2 separate regions of the Athene noctua genome follow, and region 2 is linked to region 1. Evidence: chromatin contacts called from public Hi-C data. All regions are on one chromosome and are shown on one strand. Each heading gives the region's core, a stretch centred on a gene start, on an enhancer-like site or on the middle of the called end of the contact. The rest is flanking DNA. Distances are from core to core; before and after follow the strand shown.

What was found. Hi-C and Micro-C count contacts between places; a contact is called where the count stands out from the background.
Region 2: a contact with region 1 is called in a Hi-C map of heart, with 5 times the contacts expected there. The contact joins the promoter of MRPL53 here to the promoter of SNX16 in region 1. A contact is called at or near these places in 2 of 2 Hi-C or Micro-C datasets (heart and liver).

What each region holds. Positions count from the first base shown.
Region 1 is chr2:31,845,958-31,848,657 of bAthNoc1.hap1.1, forward strand. It overlaps SNX16 (sorting nexin 16), which reads left to right and starts at 1,339. Exons shown (of 8, transcript XM_074898783.1): 1 at 1,339-1,421.
Region 2 is chr2:32,081,256-32,083,955 of bAthNoc1.hap1.1, forward strand. MRPL53 (mitochondrial ribosomal protein L53) reads right to left here and starts at 1,364. Exons shown (of 3, transcript XM_074897664.1): 1 at 1,263-1,364. The coding sequence starts at 1,351.

The DNA.
Region 1 (2,700 bases), core at 89-2,588:
AACTGCTTAGCACCCAGACTGTTCTGTGGAATTTTACCAAGGACTACTGTTCATCAAAACAAAGCAGTTCACTGTGAAAATCTACCAAGGATTACAATGTTCAGCAAAATATTATACTTTTGTCCTTGAGTAACAGATGGCTCTAACTAGTTGGAATTTTGCTAATGAGTAAAGATAGCCCTATACAAATGGTAGAAGTTCTATTGGTTCTCTTAGATAAGATAGAAAGTAAACCGTCTGAAAAACACTCTCGTTATTCAAGAAATTGGCCAAGAGAACCTGTGCATGCTCCGGGAAAAAAAACAAAGTGAGAAAGACTACGAGCCTTCCTCCCAAAGACCCCCGAGGATGACCACCAGGAAGCAATGTGCAGGTGCAACGATGACATAAACTGTTTTCATCAGCCTTTCTAACTAACCCAGCCTTACTCATGCATATGTATGCTTGTGTTATGTAATTCAACGAATATGGATATCCACACTCTGTAAGTTTTTGGTAAAATGTGCGACGGGTGTGCAAGCTTTGTGGAGAAATCCCCTTGCACCCCGGCGCCGGAGTCAACATACCTGCTTTATAACTCTATTCGAGTTGTAGAGTCTTTTTTTTTTTCCGCGAATCACCTGTTTAAAACATACCTAGTTCACTATGAGATAGTGAGATACTGTTTTATATCCACCACTATTTAAGAACAGTGATTTCCTCCCTGCCACTCCCCTCCAGCAAATTCACTTATCGCTTCCACCCGTGAAGTCTCACGTGGCACTCCACCATGCCCCTTACGCTGCCATATGAAAACACCTCGCGGTACAGCACGGCTTTATGGTGGTGCCCCGTGAGATGACGTTAACGCCCCACACTGCCCCTGGGGTTTTCGTCCCCGGGACCCAGGAATGCGAGGACCCGCCGCCCCTCCCTGCCTGCCCGCGGCCACCTTCCCGCTCCGCTCCTTCCACCCCTTCGCGGCGAGGGCGCCGCGGGCCCACCTGGCCGAGGGGCAGCCTGACGCTGCCGGGGGCGCGGGAGGCCCCCCCCCGCTGCCCGGAAGCTGGAGACCCTGGGGCCACCCCGGCGGGCAGCCCGCGCACACCGCTGGGGCGGCGGCCGCCCGAGAGCCCTCAGGGCGCTTCCCGCGCTCCCCTCAGCCGCCGCCGGGCCAAGGCACTACAGCGCCCAAGGTGCACCGCGGCCGGCGCGCGACAGAGCGAGCTCGCGCCGCCTGCCGGGCAGCGCAGGCGGCGGCGACGGCCCCGCCCCCTGCGCGCGGCCCCCGCCCGCCACGCGCCGCAGGTACCGGCCCGCCGCCCCGCCCACCCCTCCCAGCCCGGGGCGCCGCGCGCGGGGGGCGGGGCCGGGCCGGCCGGGGGGGAGGGGCGGCCCCGGCGGTGGCGCGGCAGAGGGAGGGGGAGCGCGGCGGCGAGCAGGTGAGTGGGGGCGCTCGCCCGCCCTTTGCTGCGCGCCCGGCGGGAGGGAGGGAGGGGGCGAGCGGGGCAGGAGGCGCCGTCGCCGGGAATGGGGAGGCGGGCGGCGGGGAGCTCGGGCTGGGTCGGCCCTGGCCTGTCCCACCCCGCGCCGGGCGGTGGCGCAGCCGCCGCAGCCCCGGCGCACCTGTACGGAGGCGGCCGCGCCGGTCCCCGCCGGTAGGGGGCGCCGGTTGTGCCGGCGCGTGGGCTGCGGCGCGGCTGGGGCCGGTCCCGGTCCCGCGCGGGCGGGACGGCGGGGACGGGACCCCCCTTCCGCAGGGCGGGGGTGAGGAGCGGCGCCGCACTTCGGGGGCGGTGCCTTAGCCGGTTCCCGAAGGCTGGCGGCCGGGCAGGGCTTGCCAGGCCGTGCAGCTGCGCCAGCCCGGTCCCTCCGGCACCGCCGCTCCCCAAGTTACGTAAAGCGGCGCGAGCGGCCCTCGGCGAGCGCGGCCGCCGGGAGGCGGGAGCCGCGTCCCCGCCGTGGCGGTGCCGAGCGCGGGCGGCTGCCACCGGCCGCTTTCCCTCCGCGCGTTCCCTCCGCTTTGGGGCTGTGTCGGCCGCTGGCGGGTGACGGAAAGGTAACGGCGGGTTCTGTTTGGTCTTCGTCCGTTTCGGAACCATTAAGTCACACAAAGGTAGGCAGCGTGAGCACATCCTGCTGTGGAATTGGGAGGGGGGCAGTTACCTTCAGTTGTTTCTAATTCGGTAACAGGCTGGGGCAGGAATTGCCCTCATCTCTGTGTGTGCGAGGTGTGATAAAATAGGCCCCGATTTTGAGTTCATGAGGAGAGGAAGATGTTAAGTAACTTGATCGAAGTCGACACAAAATTATTCTTTTGAAAAAAAGTTACAAAACCTAACTCGGCAAGTTGTCTCTTTAAATATTCCACTAGTTCTTCAGCGGACATTCCATGGTAGCACTTAAATCCTAAACAACAGAGGCCAGCCTGACTGGGTTGTCCAAGCAGAAATATAATGTATGTAACCAGATCACAAATAGTACTGCATAGCTAAAAGTCTTCTAAATCCAATTAGAACTTTTAAGTAAGGATTGTTTTGTTTCTAATCTATTATTCTTGAATCCTGTGGTTTGCGTGTTTCTCACTGAACGTACAAACCATTAGCTTAAAAGGGTTTGGAATTGCGATAGCTGCAAGCTGGAGGCAAACCCTTTTTAAGTGGTTTTATTATAGCCTATTTACTTTGCCCGCAAAAAGGGAGGTGGCTGTTGTAAACGCCC
Region 2 (2,700 bases), core at 114-2,613, 240 kb after region 1:
TTCTTATATGTAACATGTATAAAGTACACCAAAGAATTTTGCAGAAATTCAGTGTATGCACTCCCTACATTTCTCTCAGCTGGATTAGTAAAAAACCCAAACCAAACCAACAGTAATTTTCATTTTTCTTTATATTCTGTTTGCTTGCCAACGTTTCACTGTTTGGGTTTAAGACATTATTTATTTATTTAATAAATCAGTCTCCTGTAAATTTCTGAAAGGCATGACAGCTACTTGACATTCTGGTGGCTTAAAGACTAAGTTAAGTTGTGCTACTAAGTTCATTTCAAAAATAGATGTGTCCGTAAAGCTACTGAAAACTGACATTTTACAATTGTTTGGTGCAGAACTTGCATCACTCAAGATTTCTCCAACAGTTAATTACCAAGACTGAGCAGCAGCTGCTGCCCCCTCTCTCCCCCATCACCAGCATTTGGACTAGTGATTACAGATCCCCACCTACAGGCTCTGCAACCGAAAGGGGTACCTCGCTGGGTAGTTTGGTAAAGCTAAATGCACATGCCTAGAGGCAAGGGTCTACGCCTGAGATACAGAGATCCTCCAAAAATCAGCACAGAATGAATGCTGTGCGCATCCTGGTAACGCATACATGAACCGAACCCTTATGACAAACACTATCATCTCACTCCAAAACGTCAAGGTTCTGCCTAGACTAAGCTACAAAGCCCTGATAAATGCAAGCCGTCAAAGACCAAGATCATGAAAGTTAAAGTACAGCCGATGCGGAAGTTTGGGAAAAGAAGGTTCTTGTCTAGAGAGGGAACAACAGGTGCTGCCATTTCCCTCGTGATTTGCTTCCAGGGCATCTTTTTACTTTTGCTGGCTACAGTGACAGCAAATCACAGGGCGCTACAGTCACAGCAGTTTTAACGGCTTCGTTCTGCATCTGTCGCTGCTGCGACCGGGGCAGCCGCCGGCTGGGAGGCGCCGCTCTCCCTGCTCCTCCGCGGGCAGAGGGGCGCGGGCCTGCGCCTCTCACCATGCCTGGGCTTGCGGCAGGGCCTGGGGCACAGGCCGCACTGCGGACGCGTGTAACCCCAGCCTCTACACCCCCAAATAAATAAAATTAAAGGCAACAAGTCCAGCCCTCACATCTGCCGTGAAACGTACAGAACCCACGCCCTGGGCACAGGAAGGGCGCTTGGGGGGGTTACAGCTAGGGGAGCCCGGCCAAGGCCTCCTCGCCGGGCGCGGCCCCGACGGCCAGAGCGGGGCCAGGGCTGCCCCCGCAGCTCCCTCACCTCGTGCTCTCCACGTTGGACTCGAAAGGGCAGAAGCGGACGACGATACTCTTCACCGGCCGCAGCACCACATGAATCTTGGAGGCCATCTTCTTTCTGCCCTCCCCAACTACAGCTCCCAGCAGCCCTCTCGCAGAGGCGGGAAATGGAGGCGGGCGCCCCGCCCCCCCCCCGCAGGCACCTGGGAAATGTAGTCCGCCGCGGCCTCCCCCTCGGGCGCGCCCCTCGTGGCGGCCCAGCGGCCCGTTTTCCGTGGCCGTGGAAGGCCACGGGCACGGCGGCGTGGCGCCCGCGGCCCGGTGTGCCCTGCCTCTACCCCCGGTGGGATGACTGCTGCCTGCCCTACGAACCTCGTTTAACAACCCGAGGCGCTCGGGGCGGGCTCAGTTATGGCTGAGGGAGGGAGCGGGGCCGACTGACCAACCTGTCCCAGCTCCTCCACTGACTCAGTAGTTGCAGATGGCAGAAAAAAAAAAGGCACACTTTTGACATAAAAGACCTCCTCTGGGATCCGAAGCAGAAGGCCCTTGAGCCGTTAGGACTTGAATGCAGGAGACAGAGGGCATGGGGTAATGCCTATGGGAAGCTATAGTATATAGTACCCATAAACTTAAGAAGCAAGGTTGGATTTGTTTTCTTTATGTCAAATCTATCCCTATGATGTGACAGCTTTTGATGTCTTCCAGAAGTAGTTTATTTAATACAACTAAATAGACGGATATTAATGAGGATGAATGGATATTAATGAGGATGAATGAGGAATAGCCAATACGGCCAAGGATAAATTAGAGGCAATATTTTGCTATACAACAAGCAGAAGAGCGACTTGTAGGAGGCAATACTACTGGAAGTGAATATGTTGTGTTTTGGGGTTTGGTTTTTTTTGCTGTTTTTTGTTTTTTTTCTGGCAGGTTAGATACAGCAGACCACAGCTAGCCTTTAAACAAAGGTTTTTGGATGTTGGTGTGGTTGGTGCCAGCTGTGTATTTTCCACTAGATGGCAGAACCCTCCCTGATAAATGTCTGCAGCGGCCTCCTGGCTCCCTGCTGCTCAACAGCACCCGGATCCTAGCGAGGGTTAGGGGGGGGCGGGGGGAATAAACCCAGTAGCAATGGCATTTCAACCCACGTTGTGAATCTCTATGGAATAGTCAATCCAGACCCATGCTTCTGATCTACAGGAGCTGCATTAAATATCTATCATCCCTTGTAATGGGTAACCGTTTCTCAGAAGCTTATCTTTCTTTATTGGAAGTTCTCTTTTTTTTAAAAAAAATCACATAGTCCTTGGGAAAAATCATGCTCTTCGTTGAGATTTAGCCAAGAGAAACTAAGTAGCAAAACTAAACACGGAGGAGTCAATGTAGTTTTAATATTTTTATTCTTTTTAAAAAATATATATCATAGTCTTCCTTTATGGGAAAAAATACATTTCTGT